2 separate regions of the Danio rerio genome follow, and region 2 is linked to region 1. Evidence: chromatin contacts called from public Hi-C data. All regions are on one chromosome and are shown on one strand. The core of a region is the stretch at or near the end of the contact, and the rest is flanking DNA. Distances in the headings are between cores, read along the strand shown.

Region 1 (7,578 bases), core at 2,651-5,150:
TGCATATGCATCATCTCTTGTTGATTTTTTGTGGCAGGGGGTGATCTGGATGTTTTTGGACACTAAAGAAGGGTGAGGTTTGGTTGTTGCAAATGCATAACATTGTAAGAATGACATTTTTTGCAGTCAATCCCTAATTGTTATGAAAATAAAGTTGCAAAGCAATGAAATTAAGCAAAATATAATTAAATCAGGTTTCAGGCATTTTTCTTAATGCATATGCATCATCACTTGTTGATTTTTAATGGAGGGAAATGTGATCTGGACATATTTGGACACTAAAGAAGGGTGATGTTTAGTTGTTGCAAATGCATAACGTTGTAATAATTAAAAAAATGTCTGTAGTTAATCCCTAATTGTCATGAAAATAATGTTACAAAGCAATGCAATACAGAAAAACACAATTAAATCAGGTTTCAGGCATTTTTCTTAATGCATATGCATCATCTCTTGTTGATTTTTTGTGGCAGGGGGGTGATCTGGATATTTTGGACACTGAGGAAGGGTGAGGTTTGGTTGTTGCAAATGCATAACATTGTAAGAATGACATTTTTTGCAGTCAATCATTAATTGTCATGAAAATAAAGTTGCAAAGCAATGAAATAAAGCAAAATATAATTAAATCCGGTTTCAGGCATTTCCTAATGCATATGCATCATCACTTGTTGATATTTGGGGGAAATGTGATCTGGATATATTTGGGCACTAAAAAAGGGTGGTGTTTGGTTGATGCAAAAGCATAACATTGTAATAATAAACATTTTGTGGACAATCCCTAATCGTCATGAAAATAAAGTCACAAGGCAAGGTATATATATATATATATATATATATATATATATATATATATATATATATATATATATATATATATATATATATATATATATACATATATAAACAATTGAATTAGGTTTCAGGCATTTTTCTTAATGCATATGCATAATTTCTTGTTGATTTTTTTTTATCTTTTTGGGAGGGAAATGTGATCTGGATATATTTGCACACCAAAGAAGGGTGGTGTTTACTTGTTGTGAACGCGTAACGTTGTAATAATTAAACTTTTCATGGTCAATGCCGAATTGTCATGAAAATAATGTTGAAATGTAATGAAATAAAATCAGGCTTCAGGTATTTATCTTATCTTATCGATATTTTATTTTTATTTTATTATTATTATTTTTTTAGGGGTGATCTGGATATATTTGGACAGTTTAGTTGTTGCAAATGCATAACGTTGTAATTATTAAAAAAATGTCTGTAGTTAATCCCTAATTGTCGTGAAAATAATGCTACAAAGCACTGTAATACAGAAAAACACAATTAAATCAGGCTTTTAGGCATTTTTCTTAATGCATATGCTTCATCTCTTGTGATCTGGATATATTCTGACACTAAAGAAGGGTGATGTTTCGTTGTTGCAAATGCATAACATTGTAATATTCAAATTTGTATGGTCAATGCCTAATTGCCATGCAAATAATGTTGCAAAGCAATGCAATAAAGCAAAAAAAAACATTTAATTAAATACAATTAAAGCAGGCTTTATGCATTTTTCTAAATGCAAACACATCTTGTCTTGTTGATTTTCTGAGGGAAATGTAATCTGGATATATCTGTACCATATAATGGCGATGTTTGATTGTTGCAAATTAATAACATTGTAATAATGTAAATGTCTGTAGTCAATCCCTAATTTTCATGAAAACAATTCAGAAAAATACAATTCAATCAGGTTCAGGCATTTTTCCTAATGCATTCCTGTTGATTTTTTGTTTTTAGTTTTTTGTTTTGGAGGGTGGGGGACACTAAAGGAGAGTGATGTTTGGTTTATGCAAATGCATAACATTATAATTATGAACGTTTTTGTGGTGAGTGTCTAATAGTCATGAAAATAATGCTGCAAGGCAATGCAACAACAACAAAAAAAAAGAAAAACAAATCCTCAAAGCATAACTTTTTTAGTTTTTGTCATGAAATGTGATCTGCATATGTGTTTGTGTGAGATGCAACAGGACAAGATTTCCATCCACGATTACTCTGACACTAAAGCGGCGCAGTGTTTGGTTGTAAAGTGAGCTCTGCTGAAACTGGGTGTGGTGGATGGCAGCGGGGTGCCTGCAGATTTCATGTCAAGTGAACGGTTATGGTTGCACCGTACAGTATGTGACGGCAGTGGGACAGAGGTCAGAGCAGACTGCCAGTGCAGGTGTCCTGAGGGCAGGGTGGATGCTCTTTTGCATGCAGGGAGCACTGACGGCTCTCCAAAAGAGACAGAATTACCCACCATGCCATGGTTTCGATACCTCACCCTTCAGTGCAAGAAACGCAAATTCTCCTGAATGCATTAGTGCATGAAATAGTAGAACTAGAAAAGAAGATATTTTGAAGAATGCTCTGATATAATGTTCCTGTTTCTTATCCATTTGTGATGCATTTTTAATTTATGTTGTGCAATTGTACACAACATGAATAGATATATCTTGTAATTAGGCATTCATAAATCTATAAGTGGACTGATCTGTCATGCTGATTTTAAGCTATTTGAATAAATGCATTATGTAAATAGTATTATTTATTTATTTTAAGAGTGCAGACATGCCACCTGTTTCCTACCGGATTTATTGTATGCATTAGTCTATGTTAAAACCGAATTCAAATGCATATAATTTTATATGTAGAAATTATAAACAATAAATAGTTAATAATATATTTAATAATATATTATGTTTATTAAACTCTATGCATCCCACAAGAGAACTTTTATATGCTTAAAGATGTTTAAAAAGTATTGATGCTTGCAACACAAACATTAAACCCTGATATGAGTGAATATGGATTCCTTTACCTCGATATATGGTACGACTTTACAGGTGAACTGGCCCAGCAGCCAAGTCTTTGTGAGTTGGTGAAACACCACGAGGGGCAGGCAAAACAAGAGCAGTGCAAAGTCCCAGATGGCGAGGTTGGCCAGAAGAGCATTGGAGATACTCCTCATGTAGTAGTTATGGCACACAACACACATTATTGCTATGTTCCCGGTTATTCCCACCGCAAAAATAAGCACGGAGATGATGGTGATTGCATACGCCCCGTATGTTTCGCTTGTGACCGGGTAGAAAGGATTGGGGAAGAAGATGCTCTCCTCATCCTCAGCATACGGAGGGGTCATTGGTGTGGCGTCCCATGGGTCGTCTAAGGGTTTGGTGTGGAATTCAGTGAGATCGAATGGGAAGTCGGTGGAGGTGAGAGCTTGGGGTTTGGGAAGCGGTTCCCACATGGTTAAAGAGGATGTCAGGGCGTTATAATAAGTTTCGACTGGTGTCAGCGGGGGAGCGCTTTTATTCGGGCCCCTTTTCGAGCTCTTGAAGGTTTTCTTGTGGTGCTCCTTTGTGCCTCTTTTGCGTCTGTGGTTTCTCTCTCGCTTGCTCATTGAATACGGCTTAGAGTTATTGTGTCCAGCGACTGTTCCCATGGTAGCGGGCATCTCACCATTCAACTTTTTCCTTTTATGCCGCCGCAAGCGCTTCTGTGGGTTCGAGCCACTCACCGTGACCGCGTGTGTTCTGTTGGACAGCAGATGTCTGTATCCATACTGTTTGCTCTCCAGAAGCAGCCAGAGATGCGAAGACAAGTTGCTGTTGTCTCCTGAAGTCTGTCTGATAGTGTCAAAGGCAGGTGTACCCGCGGCTTGATGCCTCGCAGGGTGTGTGGCGCTGGCTTTTGCATCGTGAAGGCTCCTAAGAGTAACGTTGGCCGTCTCTTTGGTGTGTGCGTTACGGTTTCCCCCGCGCAGCAAAACATGTGGGCATCCCGCAACGAAAAAGATCGTCCTCAAAAGCAGCATCTGCATCTTCAACGGGTCCGTGTGCACTCTATAACACTCGAATGCGGGATATTCTTTCACATTGTCGGAGGGGAAAAGTTCGCACGTGAACGATCAGTGGGAGCTAATTAAATCCATGCAGTCGACTTTTCCTGTTACACATCCACACGGATGCAAACCCTCCTCGGCTAGATTCTCTCTTTGCGTTCCTCGTCCTTAAAGTGCCTTATTTTCACATGCACGCGACATTACATGAAAGCGCTAGTTGCGTTTGTGCTTCTGAAGCGCACTGCATCCCAGCCAGCTGCAGGAGTCGGTCGCATCCCGCGTTATGTTGGGCGCGGCAACCTGTGCTCGTCCTGCGCCTCTGCCGTGCGTGGAGTCCCGGGGACGCGCTCCGTGGCGCGAGCGGGCGGGCGGGGATCTGCTGCTGCTAATGCTGAAGAAAATGGACGGACTCTCTCCTGGCGGATAACCTTGTTCTGTCAAGCCGGATCCATCAGCATCAGCGCCTTGGACCACCGCAGCTGGAGGCGACCCCGCCCCGCCCGTGCGTAGTACATTCATTACCATGCGTAATTACGCATGTCAACAGAATCATAATCCGATCAGTCATGAGTGTAACACGGGCTTATGCGAGTTCAAATATAACCTAATGTCACAGTGGAAATGTGAAACTGCTTATATTGCGCAAATATGACTGGACACAGGCTGCAGTATTAAATCGCGCAATTAACATTTTCTGCAACATATGTGTGCATATTGCACATATGCATTAAGCAGTCATACAATAAATACTTGTAATTAACGTATCAATAGAAAACGTGAATTTTAGCACTGTAAAAAATTGGTTAATTGCAATTAAAAATATAAATAAAATTCTGTATTTGCATAATGTATACACAGTGTACTCAAAAAATACTAAATAAAATTATATATATATATATATATATAGTATTAGATATAACAAAATAAATATGCATAATATGCAAACACATAAACAAAAGCTTTATTTATTTATTATTATTATTTTGATATAATTGATAATAGAATTTATAATATTTATATAATAGCAGTAGAATTTATATGTTATTTTTGCTTGTTTTTGTCCCATATGTTAGTTTATATAATAACTAAATAAATAAAACTGATCTGCCATAATTAAAACAAATATCATTTGATGCCATTTACTTATCAAAATACTCTATTTGAGACGAAGAACCAAAATACTAATCATTTTAAATATTTATACTTCACCACCACTTTGACAATAATCAGCAATCAATGTAATGTATGATCAAATTCAGTATGATCATATATTCTTTTACATAATACAGTAAGTCCACGTACAATAAGTCTGTAATTTAATAATTACACAGAACAATACTTCACCAACATTCTTGAGATTAAAAGCTAGTTAATACTTTAATATTTTAATTTACTCTCTGCGTAGGCCTATAATATTTATATAATACATCATATAATATTATAGTTTTAAATGACATTTAACAATTTCAGTAAATATTTTAGTATTTTTAGCAAAAAAAAAAAAAAAACACAATTATTTACTTATAAATATTCAGAAGCCTAAGTGCAGTAAACATTGTTATCTATAGTATTTCTCATGTGCATTGACGTCCGACATCCTGAACGTATAAAGTGTCCACTTTTTGGGTCAACAACATCACTAAAGCAGATTACTTTTACTTCAGAGAACTCTTTAGAGCATTGGTATGTCGAACAGGTTTTCCTTGCCTGTAGCAATGCCACAACAGAGTAAAGTATTTTGAGCGGAAGGGCAAGAGCAGACTTGCTTCAGGTTTGTTTCCTGCTGGACAGAAACTTGGGCTCAGAGGCGAACTTTTGCAAACAGCCAAGAGCCTTTCACTGCCTTGCATAACATCAGCGATTATGTGGAAACCTTCCTTATTTAGCACAGACATGCTTTAGTTTCTTTGTTCTGCCTGGTCCAAAGTTTTGCCTCTAAGTCCTGCTGGTCATTCAGAGTTTAGCAGTGTAAAACGGAAGCCAGGCGCAGAACACAAGTTGGCACAGACTTTGCTAGTAGTGAAACTTTGTTGCCAGATATAAGCATGGAGTTCAGCTGCTTAATATCAACGTTAATACAAAATTAAAGGCTGATGGAAACATTTTTTGTGATTTGGAATTTTTAAAATGGTTTTTGCGTTTGGACCGGATGTTTACATGCAGTTGAAATCAGAATTATTAGCTTGCCAGTATATTCATTCATTTTTATTTTGCTAGTCTTTATTTCAGAAGTGGCCACAGCATAATGAACCACCAACTATTCTGGCATATGTTTTACAAAGCGGATGCCTTTCCAGCTACTGGGAAACACCCATACACTCTCATTAATACTCACACTCATACACTATGACCAGTTTAGTTCATCCAATTCTATAGCCTATGTCTTTAGACTGTGGGGGAAACTGGAGCACCCGGAGGAAACCCACGCTAACACAAGGAGACAGTATTGCAATATAATTTGAGCATGTACTTTCTCTACTACTTTTCAATTTTTTTTTCTTCAAAAGCATTTTGTAGGAATTGCAACTCAAATTCATTTACTCCTGTCACTATTTCATTTCAGAAACTCCATCTTCTTTCCATATATGATATTAAAATTTTTCAATTCAAATGAAGGCAACATGACAGATCATTTCAGAAGTAAATTGACAGGTTCATTGTTATTTTACTTGTCAGTTTTCAAGTTTTCATTTTCCCAAAGGTTATACAAGTACAGCACAATACTCGATTAGATTTAGGGGTATTACATTATAAAATGATTGATCCCATATAACATTTTTTTTTCCTCTAACAGGTTTTAAGAGATGCATAAGAAATCACTTTATTGTTGTTTTGTAATTTTGCAAGAATTTTATTGTATTGTATGATTTCTAATTATGGTTGTGTGTATGTGATTTTGTAATGCTATCTGTGTGTATTATTACTCACTTGGAATTGGAATTTAGCATTTCGTCCCTTTGGAATTATAAGGTTCTTTCTGCGTTCTGAATGATTTAAAGATATTGAGCTTCAAAGTTTTTGCATTCCATATAGCAAACAGTATGTTTGTAACATTTGTTTATTTAAATAAAAGGTCTTAAAATGTAAATAACTTATTAAAAACATCCCATAATGTAAATAAGTTGTAATTTAATACTATTTTAATACTCAATTTTGACAAAAACGTCAGATAGAACCTTATAATAAGGTGTCGATTTGTTGAATGGAATTGTTTTTGTTATTATAATTTAGGTAGAGGCTCTAAATAAGCATTTTGGGCTTTTTGCCTCTTCCTGCACATTTTGGCTTTATATATATATATATATATATATATATATATATATATATATATATATATATATATATATATATATATATATATATATATATATATATATATACATACATTTGTATTCTTCTGCAAATAAAGAAAATAAAAAATAAAAACATGCAAACTCCACACAGAAATGCCAACTGGCCCGGCCGGGACTTGATGTGAGTGCTGAGCCACTGCATCGCACCGTTTAGTTTAGTTTAGTTTATTTGTTTACAGGGTCAATGCACATTAATAAACATTACTGTAAAATGTGCCAGAATTAGCCAAGAATGGCTATTTTTCATCTGTAGACCCCTTACAGAATGTTAAAAAGTCACACCTAAAATATTAGGTTGACCTTAAAAGGGTTTAAAAAAATGGCTTTTATTCTAGCCAAAATAAAACAAAT
Region 2 (7,578 bases), core at 3,065-5,564, 59 kb before region 1:
TGTTGCCATGGTTGATTGTTGGTTTGCTCACCCTGGAGAATTCAATTATTATTCACAGCGTTACTCGGAATAAATGCAAAAATCTGAAGGGCTGCTTTTTTTTTTCAGGCACGTTTGGTCGAAATGCCAGAAGAATGTCAAACTAATGTCAGCAATTAGACCAGATTCACAATTTGCATCGAGCTTAGTCAGCCGCCACATCCATCAGAAGAGGAAAACTATTCTGGAGAAGCCATTAGCCTTGTTATGGAGTCAGAGAACTTGTTTTTGCGCCGGCGTTTCTCTTTATTAATTAATATTAATTGTTCTAGCGAGATAGCGAGTTGATTTAGCATTTTAAGATAAGGCTGTGGTGACAGAGGGAACGAGCACTCATCAGCTCTCCAAATCTAATTACTGATGTCTGCTCCACTAGAGACCCACAACTGCACACATGCAGGCAAATCAATTGCGTTTTTAATCACTGGCCTCCCAGCACAGGATTAAAGCTGGAGGTGTGCAGATGCTTTGAAAATGTTGCTATGTGGTTGCTAGGGTGTACACAGATGTTTTAGAATGTTGCTTTGTGGTCGCTAGGATGTTTAGGAATGTTTCCGCTATGTGGTTGCTTGGACATTTACAGATGCTTTAGAATGTTGCTGTATGTGGTTGCTAGGATGTTTAAGAATGTTGTTATGTGGTTGCTAGGGTGTACACAGATGTTTTAGAATGTTGCTTTGTGGTCACTAGGATGTTTAAGAATGTTTCCGTTATGTGGTTGCTCGGGCATTCACATATGTCTTAGAATGTTGCTGTATGTGGTTGCTAGTATGTTTAAAAATGTTGTTATGTGGTTGCTAGGGTGTTCATATGTGTTGTGGATTGGTGCTTTTGGTTGCTAGGATGTTTAAGAATGTTGTTATGTGGTTGCTAGGGTGTTCACATATGTTTTGGAATGCTGCTATATGTGGTTGCTAGGATGTTTCAGAATGTTTCTGCTATGCGGTTGCTAGGGTGTTCACTTATGTTTTAGAATGTTGCTGTACGTGGTTGCTAAGGTGTTCACATAGGTTTTTAGAATGTTGCTGTATGTGGTTGCTAGGATGTTTAAGAATGTTTCTATGTGGTTGCTAGGATGTTTAATAATGTTATTATGTGGTAGCTAGGGTGTTCACATATGCTTTAGAATGTTGCTGTATGTGGTTGCTAGGGTGTTTAACAATTATGCTAAGTTGTTGTTGTATGTGGTTGCTAGGGTGTTTAAAAAGTGTTATTATGTGGTTGCTAGGGTGATCTCAGATGTTTTAGATTGTTGCTGTATGTGGTTGATAGGGTGTCTAAGAATGTTTCTATGTGGTTGCTAGGATGTTTAGGAATGTTGCTATGTGGTTGCTAGGATGATCACATATGTTTTAGAATGTTGCTGTATGTGGTTGCTAGTATGTTTAAAAATGTTGTTATATGGTTGCTAGGGTGTTCACATATGTTTTAGAATGTTGCTGTATGCAGTTGCTAGGATGTTTAAAAACGTTGCAATGTGGTTGCTAGGATGTGTGATAATGTTGCTACAGTATGTGTTTGCTGTATGTGGTTGTTAGGGTGGTTAATAATATTTATTTGGATGCTAGGATGTTTAAGAATGTTGTTAAGTGGTTGCTAGGGATGTTGCTATGTGGTAGCTGTATGTGGTTGATAAGATGTTTAAGAATGTTTCTATGTGGTTGCTAGGTTGTTTAAGAACGTTGCTACGTGGTTGCTAGTGTGATCACAGATGTTTTTAGAATGGTGCTGTATGTGGTTGCTAGGGTGTTTGATGATGTTGCTGTGTGGTTGCTGTATGTGGTTGCTAGGGTGTGCTGATTGGTTGAGGCTTGCTGCCTGATTAAAAGAGTATCTCTGATATTCTTGTCAACATAAATGGATTGATTCACTCTTAAAAATGCAAGATGAGGGAATGAAAATGTTTGTGAGATGCTTCTTAACTCTCAATTCCTGATCCTCTGAGATTGATGTGTCGAATCACTGAAGCGTGAGGCATCTTCCTCCATCTCCAAATCCCAGATCTCTCTTCCCGATTGATTGACTGCAGAAGGACAAACATCACTCGTCACCTGCCTAGAATCAAAACTGCCTTCATGTTAAACCATTAAAATACGAGAATCACTGTCAGACCCACAAAAAAAAAATCAAATATTAAAGCCCTCCACTGCGATACAAACACAAAACATTCGTCAAGTGAATCAAAAAAGCTCTTCAGATATTGTGACCATACTGTATGCGAAATCATATTCACGGATGGATGGCTTAGCTGGAGATCAGACGGTTGCCAGAGAAAGTTCTGCTCTAACAAGTGCATTACCATGTGTGTGTGTGTGTGTGTGTGTGCATGGCTGAGCAGAGAATGCTGGGTAATGTCGCAGCTTGGGAGGCTCCCCTGCGTCGAGGTCACTGGGCCGAAGTGAATCAGAACAGTCCAATTAGGATTTGCATATTAAAAGATTTACACCTCCGAAAGGGAGGCTCCTCTCCACAGGTTTTAAAACACAATCTGAACATGAACAAGAGCTTATGCACAGAATTATTATCCTGATGCTAAAACTACTGCCTTTGTGTTTGAAAGAGTATTTATAAATGAATCTCAGAAGATGCAGAGTCATGTTCACACAGTTAACTAACTGATTTAAAACATAGTTTTAATCTTAATCGTATTTATTTATTTTTATTTTTAATTAAAATGTTTGATATACATTTTTTAGGGCATACCTAGATATGTTGTTTTGCGTATAACCATATATATATATATACATCAGTTCTATTGAATCTGATTGGCTGATAGCCATGCGATATTCTGCAATATTAGCACTGTACCTCCTCTTCACCCTTATATACATATATATATGGTGGGGGGTGTGCATTGGCATAAGGCAGCAGACCGGGTGCCTTAGTGCCCCACCATTGCTAATATACAGCCATAGCACACTGCTACTCATGTGATATTGCGTTTATACAACAGTTCGACGGCACAATCTTGTACATAAAAAAGAAAATCAAACACAGAGAGTTTAAAACCGTTTTCTATTAGGAACTACTTTCTTCCGCCATTCATTCACATCTGCAGCTGGCGTCAGAACAGCAGAAGCGTTACTAATTCACCAGTGTCACTTTATAGCTAGTATTTGAATGATTCTCTATAGCGTAATTTGAAGCAGCGCTTCTGGTGTGTGACCCCCTTAAGGTGATGACAAAACAGCAAATTTTGCCCACATTTTAAGGCTGAACGTGGCATGAAATGTCATCCGTCTAAAGAGATTCCTCACCAGACTGCTGTTGTGTTTGCGATAAGGAGGGACGAGGCTGAATCCAGCTTCTTATTCACAGCTTCTTATTGACTCTATGTATGTTTGTATACAACAAAAATATACAATCTATTTTGTAAATATGAAATTTAATTTATTGATTGGATAAATCACGATTAATTGTTTGACATCACTAATATTATATTATATAATATTATATAATATTATATTATATTTATTATATTATATTATATTATATTATATTATATTATATTATATTATATTATATTTTATTATATTATATTATATTATATTATATTATATTATATTATATTATATTATGTTATATTATATTTATTATATTATATTATATTATATTATATTATATTATATTATATTATATTATATTATATTATATTATATTTATTATATTATATTTATTATATTAAATTATATTTATTATATTATATGATATTATATTATATTATTTTATATTATATTATATTTATTATATTATATTATATTATATTATATTATATTATATTATATTATATTATATTATATTATATTATATCATATTATATTATATTATGTTATATTATATTATATTTATTATATTATATTATATTATATTATATTATATTATATTATATTATATTATATTATATTATATCATATTATATCATATTATATTATATTATATTATATTATATTATATTATATTATATTATATTATATTTATTATATTATATTATATTATATTGTATCATATTATATTATATTATATTATATTATATTATATTATATTATATTATATTATATTATATTATATTATATTTTGTCAAGACTCTTAACTAAATACATAAAGCATTAATCTGCAGACTGACCTTTGCTTGTTCTCTAATGAAATCACCCATGCAAAAAAAAAAAAAAAAGGAAAAAAAGAAAAAAGAAAAGAAAAGCATGGCAGAGTTCCTCTCCATTGATGCCCCCGAGGATACTGGGTAAACTGTGACCCACTGACACACATCTACGCCCTCTGAACATCCATCTGCTTCTGAGGCTCCGCTGGAGACAGTAATGCCACAGTTGCAGCCTCTCCAGATCGCAGCAGGACGAACTGTGTGTGTGTGTGTTTTTCTATATGTGTGTGTGTGTGTGTGAGGATGCATCGCTCAACTAGCTTAATATTTACTCTGCCCGTCTGCATGAATTATTCAGCCTCACACACACACTGTCTGCTTCCATGCTGTCACTGTTCCCCAATGTCACATAGCGGGAGCTGCGAACATTCAGACGCAAATGAAAACAGCTTCCTCTGGCAGACTAGTACTGACTGCTAACTTTAACATGCCTGCGCTCTCTTCACAGCAGGGGGAACATGTGTGCGTCTCTAAATGGGTCATGCAATAGAAAAAACAAGTCTTGAGAGTTTGATGCAGAGATGCTCATTATTTAAAGCCTTAAAGGTGCAATTGCAAAAAAATAGACAGAGAAAAGACTGAAAATGATGACCAAACACTAAATTATGAATAGACTTAAAAGGACAGTTCACTACAAATCAAAACAATTACTCTCTATTTACTCACCCGTAAGTGTTTAGAACGCATTATGAGTTGCTTTCTTCTGATAAACACTAAAGAAGATGTTTTGAAGAATGTTGAAAACCTGTAACCATCGACTTCCACACTAACCTGATTTCACCAAATAGGACATGTTGCTGGATGAACATTTATGTTGATCCTGGAACAACCTGCCAATCAGCCAATCAGAATTAAGGGATTATGTTAAGTTTAGGCTTATGGTAGGTTTTGTACACTTCTACATGATTGTTATCCAACTATTCCCCTCTGATTTGGGAATAATTTACAGTTATGTTTGGGATTAGGGGTAGGGAATAGGTATGGATTACATTTTCGAATAAAAATGATGTTCTAGGATCAACATAGATGTTAATCCAGGATCACATCTTGGTAAAATCATGACGTGCTGTAGAAAAAAAGAAATACTGTGGAAGTCAATGGTTACAGGTTTCCAACACTTTTCAAAAAGCTTTCTTTTGTGTTCAACAGAGGAAAGAATCTTGGTTTGTAACAAGTAAAGTTTGAACAGTAAATAACATAGTAAATTATGTAAGTAAATGGTTCATTTTTGGATATCCTATCCTATGGAGTCAATCTAGGGCCATATATACTAGCAAAAAAAAAAATGTTTTGCAAACAAAAAATAAAGTAATGAGAAAAAATAACTAAATAAATGCAAATCTTCAAAAATCGGTAAGCAAAAACTAATTTTTGAGAAATAAAAATTTATTTTGATAACAAAAATAAAGAACTGCAATGGGAAAATTAAGTTTTGAGAAATAAAAATGAAAATTTTAAACAAAAAAAGAAGTACAAAAAATAATACAGTGCAAAAAAGTGCAAATACAGTGCAAAATAAATAAATAAATAAATAAACCTAAAATATTTGCAATAAAAAACAGATATATATTTATTAAAATAATATTTTAGACATCGAATATCTTTAGAAATAGAAAGATAATACAAATAAATTCAAGTAAATTTCATATATATAAATATATATATTGAAAAAAAAACTAAGAAAATGAAAAATATACAATTTCAACTAAATTTTACACTGTTAACAATTTTGTAGATTACACAGTATTTAACTGTAATATGAACTGTATTTTACTGTTGGTAAGACAGTTATCCAGTATGTTACTGTGTGTTAAAGTTGAATTATGAAAATTACTATATCATTTACAGTAAATATATACATAACTTTCTGTAAATACATATACAGCAAGATAAATGGTGCTGTAAATGTAAATACAGTATTTTTGCTTTAATTTATTTACATATACAAATACATTATATTTTTATATATATATGGATTTTTCCTATCTTTTAAATTTTTGTTTATTTTTTCCCCTAACATATAAATTTGGGGTACTATCATTTTTTAACCATTATCGTATGTTATTTTGCTAGATGAGCTCCAGATTTTGATCTAATGTATATGCACAAACATATTATTACTATAGAAACTATTAGTACTATAGAAAATATAAATCTTAAAATAGAGATTTGTGAGGGGTGTAACATGAATATATTCATCTCTGCAACATGAAAAAAAATGAATTTTTATGCAAAAGTGAAATTTTAAGCAAGTCAAATTAATTTATTTGAACAATAACGTAACTATTAATAACAAAAAAGTATGTAAACGGTTTTTGTACAAGAATCAGCTTAAAAGTAGATTTCGTTGAGCAATATTAACATTATACCTCAAGCACAGTAATGATGTTACTTGTAGTTTCATTGGTTAAACAATCTGTTTCCCCCTTACAAACTCTTGCCAAAAAATTCCTGCAGTAGCAGAAATATTCAAGCCAATTATAAACCAAAATATGAGCCAGAGCTGCTCTCATTATCTTAGATTATCACCGACTATGAATATGCAGTGCCCGGTGCATAAATAATGCAAATATGTGGCTGTGGAGAGAATTGATTGGAACTAATTGATTAATGAGTGGCGCTAATCTTAGAAAATGTGCTGTCAATCAATGGGGTTTTTAACGGCACATTCACAACCGCTGCCAAAACACGATCCCGATCTCTGACCTGCTTTTTTTCCAGACCAACATCAGCACGAAATAACATCTGAAAGAAACCCGGAGTATATCTGAATAGGTGCCAGACATGCGCATGGAGATCATCGTCATATCGGATCAGACTAATAAAAGTAACAGGCTTTATGCCAGATGATGTATGATGGTTTATACACAGACAGACACTCACCTAATTCATGCTCTCTCTGGCTCTCAAACACACACAGACGGCTGCTCTCTCCGCATAACTACAGAGACGGAAAAGGAAAATAGATTTTAGAGCTGAACTAAAGTGGCATGAAGGATATTTGCCACAGAATAAAAGATTAACTGGAGCGCTATCTTCACCCTCTCCTGAAGTTTGTAATGTAATGGGCAGCACAAATGTCTTGATACCTCAGGCTGTTGATGTTGCCATCCACTCTGCAGATCTCTCGCATGCCTCCATACTCAATGTAACCCCAAACCATGATGTCTCCTTCACCAAACGTACTGTAGTTGTTTTGGTATGAATTCAAAGCAAGTCTTCGTACATGAGGCCAAAGACCTCCAGGAATGAGTTTGGGACACCCGTGGTGTAGACAAATGTATATTTGTGTATTCTTTATAAAAACTATTATTAAAACAGCATTGGCACCTTCATATGAATGAATGTCTTAATAACCACTCACAACTACGAAAAAGGAA

The links. Hi-C and Micro-C count contacts between places; a contact is called where the count stands out from the background.
Region 2: a contact with region 1 is called in a Hi-C map of embryo, with 2.5 times the contacts expected there. The contact joins the enhancer-like site here to the promoter of gpr37b in region 1. A contact is called at or near these places in 2 of 18 Hi-C or Micro-C datasets (embryo and skeletal muscle).

What each region holds. Positions count from the first base shown.
Region 1 is chr4:4,334,643-4,342,220 of GRCz12tu, reverse strand. gpr37b (G protein-coupled receptor 37b) reads right to left here and starts at 3,900. Exons shown (of 2, transcript NM_001144049.1): 1 at 2,849-3,900. The coding sequence starts at 3,853.
Region 2 is chr4:4,393,932-4,401,509 of GRCz12tu, reverse strand. It overlaps a transcript of waslb not described here. Among named protein-coding and RNA genes, the nearest start is that of tmem229a, 18 kb to the left of the region's middle. Within about 2 kb of position 4,314, at least 3 of the 62 cell types and tissues checked have an H3K27ac peak or open chromatin away from gene starts, as enhancers often do.